2 separate regions of the Mus musculus genome follow, and region 2 is linked to region 1. The links are chromatin contacts, called in public HiChIP or PLAC-seq maps. All regions are on one chromosome and are shown on one strand. The core of a region is the stretch at or near the end of the contact, and the rest is flanking DNA. Distances in the headings are between cores, read along the strand shown.

Region 1 (6,858 bases), core at 3,682-6,181:
GCGAAGATCATATGCCCCAGAACAGGGGAATGCCAGGGCCAGGAAGCAGGACTGGGTGGGTTGGGAAGCAGGGCAGGGGGAGGATATAGGGGACTTTCGGGATAGCATTTAAAATATAAATGAAGAAAATATCTAATAAAAATTTTGTTTAAAATTAAAAGAAATAAAAATAAATGTAAAAATATGGAGAATTCAAGAGAATTAGAACATCAGCTTTATTGTGCCAAATTATCATTTACATCATGCTTTCCTGGTTTTCTTCAGTAGCTTAGCCAGTCAAACACTCTTACGACTAAAAGCATTACCTAATGGTATTACCTATATCAGAATGGTTTGATCTACCACATTGAGAATTAAATGGCATCACAGTTAACTGTGACCTTATTTACAGGGAGAGCTGATGTGAAAAGTAAAATATTAACCAGACTGTCTTTATTAGAATCTTCAGAAATACAGTACTATAATCTTACTAATTTTTAAATTTTTCTTCTTTCTAAGGAATTGGAGGAACAATATAAAAAGGAGAAACTGAGTCTGGAAGAGGATAAAAATCAGCTCCAACTAGAGCTGGAAAGTCTAAAGCAAGCTCTGGGAGACAAGCTGACTTCAGCCAATCAGGAGGCAAGAGCTCTTTAGGCCTTTTGCCTACATTTCATATACACTCTGTAGTAACTTAATCTGATGCCAGCGCATAGGTAGGTGAGAAAACTGGCCAAAGATCTTGACTCAGTGCTGGATTTTCTAATGCTGTGTTTATATCCTATTATGTAGACATGTGCTGTCAAAAACATTAGCCAGCAATGGTTTTTTGAGGAGGGATGCAAAGTAACCAGAGCTGCACCTTACTAGGTGCAAGGGGAGCAGCTGATCTGCAGAATGGCAGCTTAGTGTGCCTCATTTTAAAGAGAGAAACTTTGTAGGGCCTAGATACTGGCTTCGAAAACAGATTGTTAGATCGATAGGAAAATATTATTTACCCTTGGAAATCAAAGGCTAAGGATAGAATATAAGAAAAATGCTAGAAGAAAAAAACAGTAAGTAAAGATAGATAGGTAGGTAGAAAGAAAGGAAATGAGAGAGGGAGGGAGGGAGGGAGGGAGGGAGGGAGGGAGGGAGGGAGGGAGGGAGGGAGAGAGGGAGAAGGAGAAAGGGAGAAAGAGAAAGAGAGAAAGAAAGAGGAAGAGAGAGAGAGAGGGGGGGGGTCATTAGTTCCCCCTCTGTCTCTGCTGTGGCAATTGCTAAGTGCTTCCCTACTATTTCCCTTCTTTCTTTCCAGTTTATCTCTCTATGGCTTCTTGGGTGAGCTCCCTCTACCTCTGTTTTTTTCCTTCGCCCTTTGCATCTTGCCAGCCTCTCCTCCTTCACTGACCTCATCTCTCCCAACAGCCTGCTCTTGCCACTTTGCTCTTAACTCTGAATCTGCCCTCAGAAACCACAGCAGAGGGCACAAGTGCCCCTGAATAGGCTGTAGATTGCTCTCGGTGTTCTTGGGTTGTTTTCAAATGTTTATCCAGAGAAAGTACAGAAAGTGCCTTAGAGAGCGATAGAGGCTAATGCAGACACTGACGGCAGCCCAGCCTGTCTTCTGTTGTCCTAGCTAATCCTCACTGAGTTCACGGAATGCACTCTCATCAGAATCCACACAAGTTGCTGTGGCCCACCCTCACTAGAATACACTTAGGTGACCATCTTCTTCTGCAGGCCCCTCAGGTTTGCCATCTCAATTCTAAATGGTTTATCTTGGTTTCTTTTCCAACCTACATACTGAAACTTCTGAGTAGAGTTGCAGTGACTATGAAACTTTCTTCTCTCCTGGCTACATTTTCAATTATGTTCGAGTGTCCTGCGATGCTTTGATGCCACATTGTTATGACTCCCCAGGAGTCTGCTTGGCTCATCGCTCCATTTGCTTCTGCTTTGCCTTAGCGCCGGGCAGCCATTCCGACTGACCTGAGCCTACTGACTTAGATCTCCTAGTCTGCTTCCTGAACTTAAAATGAAGGAAAGCCACATTTCTTAGTTAACTAAAGCTTGGATAAAACTCATTCACAAGTCATTAGTGAGAACAGATTATAACTACATTATTATGCATGCAAGTGTAGTAATTAGAAAAAAATGAAACACTGGAGCTACTATGGATGTTCTAATATAAATAAGTGTTTAAAATCACAAGGAGTAAATTTTTAAGAATTTTAGCTCCTATTCATCAGTGACTCTGAAGAGCATGCATTGCAGTTCAAGAACTCAGTCTCAACGCTCTAAGTCATAGGAACACATAATAACACATGCCTGTGGCCTGAGCATTAGGGCATGTTTATAGGAGCCACAGCAGGACCTGTTTGGTCTTTCAGTGAAAGCTAAACCCTTCTGGTTGCAGAAGAAAACATTCTGTAAGGGTCTGGAAATCAATGAAGTAAGACCCCAGACTCAGACGGTATGCAAAAATAAAGAGCATTTATTCTGCAGAAACAACCAGCATGCAGGGTCAACCATCCTTTGGAATAGCAAACCCAGACAAAGGCACACAGGCCTTCTTATAGGGAACTGTAGAACTCTCTAGAAGGGTTAGGTAATCTAAAATTTCATTGGTGGGTCATATTGCTAGGGGCTCACAGGTGGTCAGTGGTCTGCATTCCTATGTCATGAACAGTCAGCCATGTGATGAAATAGGGCTGCTCAGTGCAGATGGCCAATTTTGAGATATTTCCCCATTTTTATGGTTATATCTCCAGGCAGTTCTTTGGGAGGGGGTTATGATCTTATTCTGAATTTTATGGTCTGTTCCTAGAGCTGGTGTCTTATGACTTAGTTTCTGGGACTTATGGTCTGTTCCTGAAGCTGGTGCCTTATGGCCTTGTTTGAAATCAGGCCTGGTCCTTAAATGTAGATAAATGGGGTTTATGTTGTCCTTTCATTTCCATACACAAAAGAGAAAGAGAGAGGAAGGCGGTGTAAGTGGTTGGTAAACTGCACTGATTCCTGTCTTCACTTCCTTGAGAGGATTTGCAAAACAGTAAGTAGAACAGGCACCACTATTTTGTTTTTTATTATTTTTATTTATTTATGTTTTGGTTTTTTGAGTCAGGGTTTCTCTGTGTAGCCCTGGCTGTCCTGGAACTCACTCTGTAGACCAGGCTGGCCTCCAACTCAGAAATTCACCTGCCTCTGCCTCCCAAGTGCTAGAATTAAAGGTGTGTGCCACCACGCCCAGCATTATTTTGTTTTTATAAACTTAAGACAAACAAGAAAAGTAATTTTAACTTCACTAAATTCAAGAGGTAGGAATGAGCAACATAGCATTCATGACCATGAAAGTCACTGTGATTACAATTGAGGCTGTGCAGTGCTACTGAATGTGTAGAGAGATAATGCAGAAGAAGCCAAGGGCAACATGGAACCATGTAGTTTTCCTGGGAAGGGATTTAGCAGGCTCTGTGGGAGCCTGGGCTGGACATACCCTGGGCCAGCAGCTTCAGTTTTCTGTTTATCACTGTAAGCAAATAGTGAAGGATTATTGAGAAAATGTCAGCACTGTTTATAGGGGAAATTCAGAAGTAGCTTTAATCTCCACAGAACTCTATTCCCAAAAGAAAAGAAGTCGTTTTCTAATTCACCTAGACACTTGTGTCATCTGTGTCTCTCTGTTCTCTCGAGCTGTTTGCACACCTGTGGGCATTGCATGCTTCATCGTGGAGACACCGTGTGGCCTACTAGTGGCCTGGTCATAGTACAAGGTCAAGCAAAGCAGAGGGACTGGGGTTCCTTTTACAGAGTAAATGCTTACATACTCAGATGTTAAAGAGATTTTATCCCTTAGTTAGTAAGAATGTGTGGTGTATTTTAGTAATTGACTTATTCGTTTCTTTCATAAACATTGAATGGTTGGTTAGGTACAAAGAGCTCTGAGGCACTGTGATTGCAGTCACAACTAACATGGTCCCTGCTATGATGAGGAGTTTTACAAAATGAGATATTTATATGTCCAGCTCAATGCATTCTGTAAAAGAAAGATGCATTATTGACAGAGCCTGGACAGGATGATAAATTGAGGAAATATTATACAAAGGCCCCAATGCATGGGACCTTTGTAGATACTATTGGAGTATCAGTATAGATGTGGTGCATCAGCAACTATAGGTACAGTATCACTTTCAGTCTCCCAAGCATTGATTTGTATTCTTCTCTATCTGTAATACAGGCCAGGGTAGGAGATTCTAATCATTAAGTCACTTCAGAGAGAACTTGTCCATGCCACATACAAAGTGGGTAAAAATCAAAATTTCAGTCCAAGTGGTAGTATTTGGAGCTCAGTTTAATCATTGTAACCACAGTACTTTACCTTTGCAACAAAGACAAAGACAAATGAAGGAAGATTGCTGAGTTAGCTAGAGAGTTAGGCAGCTCTCATAGAACAGAGGCCCTGTGAAATATTTTGAATAATTGTGAAGTGTAAGGCTGACTCTAAGCACAAGCCTGAGAATGCTTACTTTAGGGTCAAGGTTCACGCTCATGTCCACACTAGTCTCTGTGCTTCCACGGAGAAAGGGTTGAAGAACAATGCCCATGAATAGATGGAGAGTCTAGGTAGGAGATGCCTACCTTCTGTATCCTCTCAGGAGTCATAATAACAAGAAGAATCTAGGGTATTCTCTCTGTATTGCAAAGAGCAGACATTAGAATGTAAATCATCAGGACAAAGGACTTACACTCACTCAAGTGATTAAAATGTCCCTGTATAATGTGAGCTTCAAACAGATTGGATCCAGAACTGAAACTGGTGACACTGGAACTGGGTTTCCTTGTCCTCTTGGATTTGCCTTATTTGTGTTGACTTTATTCGTCAGTCATGCATTCCTTTGGGCCCGGTACAGCTGACAAAAGTGTGTTACTAGGAGACCCGTTTTCTTCTAAAACATCTAAGAGCTCTATCAATGATGTGTTTATCCCCATGGCTGTTCTTAAAACATTCCCAGGGCTACAGAATGAAGCAGTTGTATTGGGTTATACTCTGAGCAAGCTGTAATCTGGAGTAGGGCTGAATTCCTGCTGAGACCATGGGACATCAATAGGGAAGGAGAGTAGATCTCCCATGTACCCAAGAGAGATTTTTGACGGTGGCAGACAATAGTTGCTTTCAAATATAATTCATTTGTATTAATTAGACTCATAAAAAACAATCAGCCATTTTTGTTGCTTACTTGATTTTTGTACTTTGTACTTAACTATGCATGAATTAAAACATTTTGCTTTTTAGCAAAAAATAAAAAGAGGAAATATTTATTACCCTTTTAATTAGATTCATTATTTCCTTAATACAACTTCCAAAGGACCTAACTCTCTCCCGCTTCCTCTCTTCCTCCATCCAACCCAGAAGTCCCGCCTACTTGCCCAGTGATTAATTCCTTTATTCATTAGGGGATGGTTTACAGGGAGTCACCTGAATATGTGACTCATTCCTTGTTCCAGACAACCCCTCCTGGGAAAGCAGAATTAACATCAAACTACAACAGCACCAGGGTCATCCACAACAACCAGTCATAGCCGTGAAAGAGAACAGTCCACCATGTGTCTAGATAGGTCTTAGGTTCAGAGAATGGAACGGATGAAATTTTACCAAAGGTTCAGATTTTTTTGCTATGAATATCTGTTAGAGCACAGAAGGGGGGTGTCCTGGCTAGTTTTGTGTCAACTTGACACAAGCTGGGGTTATCACAGAGAAAGGAGCTTCAGTTGAGATCTCATGAGTCCATGAGATCCAGCTGTAAGGCATTTTCTCAATTAGTGATCAAGGGGGAAAGGCCCATTGTGGGTGGAACCATCTCTGGGCTGGTAGTCTTGGGTTCTATAAGAAAGCAGGCTGAGCAAGCCAGGGGAGGCAAGCTAGTAAAGAACATCCCTCCATGGCCTCTGCATCGGCTCCTGCTCCCTGACCTGCTTGAGTTCCAGTCCTGACTTCCTTTAGTGATGAACAGCAATGTGGAAGTGTAAGCTGAATAAACCCTTTCCTCCCCAACTTGCTTCTTGGTCATGATGTTTGTGCAGGAATAGAAACCCTGACTAAGACAGGGGGCATCTTTTGATCATTTTACTAAGTTTATGAGCATTTAGAGACACTAATAGATTTCATTGTCGTCCCCCCCCCCCGACTCATTTAGCATGCACACACAGAGACACCTACATTGAAAGAAGAGGGAGAAAAGAGGGTGCTGATGAACAGGTTGCATGGCTTGTTTTGTGGAATCTGGATTTGTAAGAAAATCCTTGCAAGGGAAACGTTCATGCATTTTAAAGGAAGGCTTGTCCATTTCTTTTCAAATGAGTGTTGACTTCATAGCATTTTCTTAGATTTTAAAGATCTTTAAAATTTTAGATTTTTAGCTCTTATAATTAGAGGGTCTCTGTCAACCCAGTCAACAGATTGTCCATTCGTTCCAAGTTTCAGCTCAAAGGTTTCCCCCGCCCCCCTGAGGCAACTTTTATATGGAAATACAAATAAAACCTGAGTCTCGAAGATATATGTAAGAGATTGCCAACATTGACCTAAATGTATTGCCTTTCTAAATAGCACAAGGACTCGATTCATGATATATTAATGGTTTGATTTTTTTAAAAAAGCTTTAAAACAGTTTGTATTTTTATCTTTAATGTAATCTTCATCTCGCTTCAGTTCCCTTTCATTGGCATTTTATTATCTGATATAACTAGGAATTTTCTTTAAGCCAAGAGCCTGAGGGAAGGTGTATCCATGTCCTTGCATTATGATCCTGAAAAGTGGAAACCGTAGACACGGAAGTCTAAAAGAAATGACCGATGGTAAAGAGTATGCTGGCCGAGTGCTTCTTCCAGAGTCGTGAAGAA
Region 2 (6,603 bases), core at 2,890-5,389, 71 kb before region 1:
TGGTCAGACCAAAGAGCATCTTACACTCTTCACCACTTTTCCATTGTATTATTCTGGATCCAAGCCTTTAAAATATGGATATTGGGGGGATGTTTATCCAAACTATAATACCCACCTACATTGATACATTTTTTTCCACACAGAAGCATGGTTCTGGAGTCCACTTGAAGGCTATTGCATTTATTTTTCTCTTCTGGATATGGTTATAGTTCCTCTTCTATGTTTAACCTGACTGAAGATGTCCTACAGGTATCTCTAAGGTTATCACGTCCCATGTTGAACATATCTGTCCCTTCTCTTTCTTTTCTGGGGTGATGTCCTTGAGTGCCCATTTTATCCAGCCTGCGTGTACTGTTTGCCTTTTTCCAACCTTTCCTTTTTCTTGTCACCAACATGTTTAAGGTGGCAATTCCTCATGTCTCATCCACCAGGAACAATGGATGCCTCATCCATGTATGTGTCTCTGTGGTCCATTTTCCTCAGTCACAAGAATTCTGGACCAGAAATGCAAGTCCAATTATTTCATTTTGCTTGCTTAAAGCTTTTCAGGGGCTCATCCGTGCCATCAAAATAAGCTCCCACAGTCTCATTGTCAAGACACATAAGTCTTCCCACCCACCAGTCGTCTTGACACCTGCTCTGACATACTAGTATTCTGACTCCCCCCCCCACACACATTCAAACTTTGCTCTAGCCACATTGCACCACCCGACGTTTCCTAAATAGGCTATGCTCTTTCGACCCATCTCTAGCGCCTCATCTCTTGTCAATCTTAGAGCTTATTTTTCTTTCCTTCTCTCTCTGAAACATTCATCTTCCAGTAGTTCATTTAAGTACCACCTTTTTGTATGTTGTGAAGCCTTCCCAGACACCCCAAGTCTAATTTAAGTGTACCACCCCCTGGAGTTCCTTTGAAACGCCTTTATGATGTTGCATATTCTTTACCAGTCTGTCCTATCTACTATACTGTTGCCACCCTCAAGACAGATGCTCATCTTCAGCCTCAACACCAAGAACCCAATAACAGTTAGTGATGACGTTTTAAACATCTCATGATAGAAGCTGGCACTGTACAAAGATCTGCCTAACTGGCACCCTCCTTTTCTCGAGTATCGTACACACCTTCTTTATAAGTGAGCCTCTGTGTTACAGCCTACTTTACATCACTATGATTATGTAATAATAAACATAATTCTATTGAAATGGCCTATTTATTATTTATAGAGAAAATGTTAAATTCACAGAACACTGGATATCTTCTGAGCATAAAGTTTAGGGGTGGCTGGATTCTCTTGTCTTGAAGTAGTGATGGCAGACACTTGTGTGCCACAACCTCTAACTTGTAAGTCAGAGATGGAGGGTGCGGGTACCTGTCTCCTTTAGGAGGAATTGTGGAAAAGGAGAAGCTGCAGGGACTCAGTTGATGCTACACATTGGTCTCTGTAGTTCCTGCCCTGTGCTTTTTCTACTCTGTTTCAGGAACAGAACTCCCAAACACCTCTCCTGCCTGAGCAAGATATTGATATACAAATCTAGTGAACTTTTTTTTTTTTTTTGAAATGAGAAGGACAAGAGGGTGCTAACATGATCAGGTTTTTCTCTGTCCCAAAGGTAATTAAATAATGCAACTTTACCTCAGGTCCAAAGGAAACTCAATTGCCCAACCTCCAAAAGGTCATTAGTTTATCTAGGGATGAGCTCATCATGGACTATTGGAGGGTTTCTTGTGGTTAGATTAAAAACCAGCATTCCTTGGGAGCTTGCGGAGCTGGTTCCCCTCTGCCAAAGGAACCACTCCTCTTACCACTGGCAGAAGGGACCTGGGGCACCTCTCAGCATATCAGAGCTCATGCTGGCCTCCAGGTCCCCTCAGTGTCACATGAACCTGTTGGCACATTCCAAGTCCATGCTAGCATCACAACCCCTCTCTCTCCTCCCCTACCCCAAACTCCCAACAGCCCACAGGCTTCCCTCCCCAGCTACCAGCTCTCCATATAACCGTTGCTTTGTTTTCCCTCTCTCAACACTCTATTCCTGCTTCTTTCACTATGTTCTCTCTATTCTTTATCTCCTGCTAGTCTTTCCTTTCTTGCAGATAACCCTGGCCATGTTCAGTCTACTTCCTCTGCCTGCTCTGGACTCTTCAAGATATCTCTGGCTGTTCTCTAATATCTAAAATGAAAACCTTCCCTTAACCACATCATGGAGCTGTTGTGCCACCAGTTTATACAGTTTCTAATTCTCTTTATCTTATTTAATTAGTGCTTAAGGGAGCAGAAAATGCACACACATTCCTCATTGCCTCCCCCATGCAGAATGCTAGAACTGAATTCTATTTCTGGAAGGTCTACTACTGAAGTACTGAGTGCCTTGTATGGGGCAGAAGACGTTATCTTGTTTGATCTTTCCTTCTGGAATTTTAACAGATCTGGAAATGTTTTAGAATCCTAGTCAATCTGCATCTTGTTTAGTTTTTGCCACATTCAGATACTTTGTTAGTTCATTCCCCCCCCCTGCCCCCATTCAATTTGCTAGCACATTCAATTTCATGTGATGGCTCCTTGCATGTTAAAGAGGAAACACATGAAGTGGAGGAGCTCAGTTGTGCAAAACCGTATGGAGAATGTATTTTTTGAAATATAAGTATAATCCTACAGAGTTTGTATTACCATCACCTAAAAGGACCCCACCTCAACACAGGATACAAGTTTTTATTTGTTGTTTTTAAGTCGTTTTACCTAGAAAGGCAGAGGTGCTAAGAAAAAGATCAGTATAAAGTAATATATTTAGCAAGGTGGAAAAAGTACGCATAATGCCAAATCTTGATACAGCCCCAATATTTAAGGGCAGATATCTTGTTTCCCTGTTGGGTTCTTCCCTCTATATCCCAGTCCTATTCTAATATCTAGCCAATTACATTTTCATATTTAATTATTCCAGGCTTCATCCCACCGAGAATTGGGTGCAGCTGATTGTAGAGGTATGGTCCTCCAAACATAGGCCCTTGGCATCGCTTCATTCTAGCCTGGCACACATTAGGTCAGTATGACCCTGAAATGCTTGAGTTTGGATGAGTTTGGGAAGACCAATCACGTGTAGGATTACGGATCGGATCTCCCTCTATTTCACCACCACTTCTCTAGTGTAGAGATGCTTGGCCTTAAGATCCTATGTCGGCTGTGGCTGGGCCTGCACACAAAAAGTACATGCAGAGAGGCTCTGTCGAGCTTCCCGCTGCTTGTTGCTAAACGAAGGTCACCATCAATTTTTTATCTTCTTTGGACGATTCTTTTAAAAACTAGATTGCACACTCAGGCACAGGGTAATAGCCAAAGGGTGCAGACTGTGGGAAATGGGTGTGTTAAGGAGCTGGCAGCTGTGGGTCTGCGCGGTGAAAAGTGAGACAGTGCTGCTGGATGCAGTGGGAACTCTCAGGCTGCAAGGTTGTAAGGCCTTGTGCGACTGTGAGAGGCCTCCGTGAGGCAGGGCGCCTAGTGTGGGGCTCAATCGCTGTGTAGCTATGGGAGTGTGGAGGACAAGTGCTGGCGGCTGGAGGGCCGAGGGGTTCAGGGCTGCAGATTGCGGGGTCGCAGATTTGCCGGTTGCAGGGACGCGGAGCTATGGGCTGGAGGGTTGAGGATGAGAGTTTGGCTGCGGGTTGAGGAGCTGCAGGTTGGAGGTTGCGGGTTGGAAGGATGCGGGGCGGAGCTTGGCTGCGGGCTGAGAAGCTGCAAACTGGAGGACTGCGGGGCGGGGAGCTGCGGGGCGGAGCTTGGCTGCGGGGAAATGACGTGGCCACCCTCGCGCGCTCGCTGAGCCCCCGAGCCGCGCGTCCTGGTAACGGCGCTCGGCGGCTCCCGCGTCCCCGGACCCGCCTCCCGCCGCTGCAGCCCGCCCCGTCTCCGCCTCCCTCCGCAGCCCCGGCGGCCGCGGAGTCTCGGGGCCCGGTGGCCGCTTCTTGCGGGACGCTAGCCGCGACGTCGCCAAGCCGAGGCAGGGGGACGCGGCTGTTGCGGGCGGGCAGGGGGCTGCTGGCTGCGGGACTGGAGGGCACGGGCCGGCGGGTCGGCAAGCGGTCGCCCGGGCTGTCGCCTGTCCCGTGTCGTCGCCGCGCCGGCCTCGCCCCGCGCGCAGGGACAGGTGCCCCGGCTGGGGTCTGCCGGGAAGATGGCGACCCCGGGCATGAGCTGGCAACATCACTATTACGGTAGCTCCACGTCCGGGCCGGCCAAATTCGCGACCTCCCCAGCTGCCGCTCAGCTGGCAGGGCACAACATGGACTACAGCCAGGACATGCACCTGAAAATGAGCAAGAAGATCGCCCAGCTCACCAAGGTATGGGGTGCTGGGGCTCGGGGTTCAGGAGGGGGCTCCTAAGAGAAGCAACAGCCAGAGTTGCCTCCTGGTCCCTCCAAACTTGGGTGGAACGCTAGCCACCTAACTTGAGCTACACCGCACACCGCACACTGCACCGCGGGATTTCCAGGGCTTGCACTCCATAACCAACCGACTAGGGGTAAACCTGCACAGAGCACATGAGGGCTTACTTTCTGGGTTCCACAGGAGTAATGGACTTTTCCTGTTGCTCAGGTGCCTCTGCCAAGGGCTGCACGAAGCACCGCGCTACAGTACTCGGTGAAGTACTGTACCGGTTTACCTAATATGACCCGGGATCCTCGGAGTTAATCGGTGTCAGGCTACTGGTTACACAGTTAATGAGAGGATAAACTTCCCGAGGTTATTCCGAGGACTGTAGGAGGGTAAAACATACCTTGCGTGCCATTTTAAGGGATTTAATGAGTCATTCCTTACTTACCCTCACAAGATGTCAAATAAGGTTTATTAGATGAATCACACCGCGTTTGCATTTAGTAAATGCCCCATCTTATCAGAAGACCTGCACATCACCTGCACAGTTTTCCAAGCATAGTTCAGGGTGGTGTATGCCCGTTAATGAGTCCTTTTTCGAATTTAGTAAAATACTGAATACTGATCATAAGGGTTGGTTCTGTGTAGCTCTTACCCAGCAGGCTCACCCTGTGTGGGACTGATCTAGGGTTTCTGGAAGTCACACATGGGGACCAGGTTCCCTAGGACTGTTGCAGTGTTGAAGAGGAAGGTGGGCTTGAGGGTCACTGCTCGATAATCTCTTGAGATCTGGCTCAACTCCATCATACAGTTTCCCTGGAGTTTAAAGAGAGGAGGGGGGCACACTTGTGAAAAGGGAGTGAAGAGACGGGGGAGGAGGATGTGATCGATCGAGGATTCAAAGATAACGGGAATGAGTGAAGGGATGCATAGAGACACATGATGAAAACAACAAAAACCACGTGATCAAGACTCACCCCATGCTGAGCAACACGACAATTTGTGGAGTTAGTTTTCTTCCTTTTTGGATTGTCTGTCTTTGTTCTAAGCACCATCCTAAGAGATGCTGCACGTTCAGTTGGTACCGTTTGCTTTTGTGAAGGGTCCTGAAACCCAGAATGGAAGGGATGTAAACTGTGGTAGCCACATGTTATCAGAGCATTTACATGGATGAGGCTGAAAGTCCAGACTCCCAGGTGGTGTTTCATCTTCAGAATGCAGGTAGCCACAGCGAGGCTCATGGGTTGTTATTTCTTCTGGGTTTTTCTTGCACCATGTCCACATCTGTGTTCTTATTTTAGATTGTAACTCCCTGAGACTCCTGTGACTAACACTCCGTAGGTTAGACATGGGCCTCTGTATTTAATAAAAGCTGGTTTTCTTCAGTAAACTTTACCCCTTTCTATTCACACATTCAATTTCCTGTCCTTTTTTTTTTTCCCCCTTCAGTAAAAGCAATTCAGCCCGGCTGGCTCAGGTGGGATATTAAGAGGATGATAGTATCTTTCTCTCAAATATAATGAGCCAGGTGCTGCTGGCTCAGGGCTTCTGTTACTGCTGAGGGTTGCCCACACTCTGATTTCCTGTTTGTAGTTACTGTATCTAACCCCCCTGTTGGCTTGGAAGGGCTGCAGACATTTAATTCCTGGTAGTAGACTTTTGGTGTAACACAGTTGACATTTTAGATTGGTTAGTTTCCTATTAGAGGGCTGTCCTGTGTGGCACAGAGCTACTTAATAGCATCCTTGCCAACTGTGGGTGCAAGTTGCACATGCCTCTGCCCTGCACTTAGAAGTGACAATGGACAACTCTACAGACATCACCAAGTGTTCCCTGGGAGGGATAGTTAGGAGTCATGTTGGTGAGGGATGATTGCCGTGAGTTTTACTGAAATGCCTAAGGCTTACCCCGCCCCTACCACTGGCCTTTATATTTCGTAAGATACAACCTGGCAATGAAGCAGTCTAATAACAGATCCATTTCAGTCTGTCTCACAAACCTTAAAAAGCTGCTTCCCTTATTTATCACCTTAGAAATTGTCAAACTCTGTCGTTGCATATGCTTATTTGTAAATAGTATGCCATAAACCTTACATCATGAATGTCCATATAAAAGGATTGTCAGAAGGTAGATGTTCCATTGTATCTGCTGCCTGAGATTTTCATAAAGAGTTTACTAATGAGTTTATATCGGTAGAAGGTAGATGTTCCATTGTAGCTGCTGCCTGAGATTTTC

The links. HiChIP or PLAC-seq counts read pairs in DNA pulled down with a chosen protein or histone mark.
Region 2: a contact with region 1 is called in an H3K27ac HiChIP or PLAC-seq map of neural progenitor cells, with 6 times the contacts expected there. The contact joins the promoter of Fam184a here to the enhancer-like site in region 1. A contact is called at or near these places in 4 of 39 promoter capture datasets (the 3T3-L1 cell line, embryonic stem cells, hippocampal neurons and 1 more), 2 of 484 Hi-C or Micro-C datasets (both in nephron progenitors), 2 of 115 datasets of contacts at active chromatin or transcription factors (astrocytes and neural progenitor cells) and 3 of 9 other capture datasets (adipose tissue, liver and pancreatic islet).

Annotation. Positions count from the first base shown.
Region 1 is chr10:53,677,999-53,684,856 of GRCm38.p6, reverse strand. Fam184a (family with sequence similarity 184, member A) reads left to right here. Exons shown (of 18, transcript NM_001081428.1): 6 at 499-621. Among named protein-coding and RNA genes, the nearest start is that of Mcm9, 51 kb to the right of the region's middle. Within about 2 kb of position 4,931, at least 13 of the 459 cell types and tissues checked have an H3K27ac peak or open chromatin away from gene starts, as enhancers often do. A contact at or near this core is called in astrocytes and neural progenitor cells, where this site is marked.
Region 2 is chr10:53,748,445-53,755,047 of GRCm38.p6, reverse strand. Fam184a (family with sequence similarity 184, member A) reads left to right here and starts at 4,139. Exons shown (of 18, transcript NM_001081428.1): 1 at 4,139-4,335. The coding sequence starts at 4,168.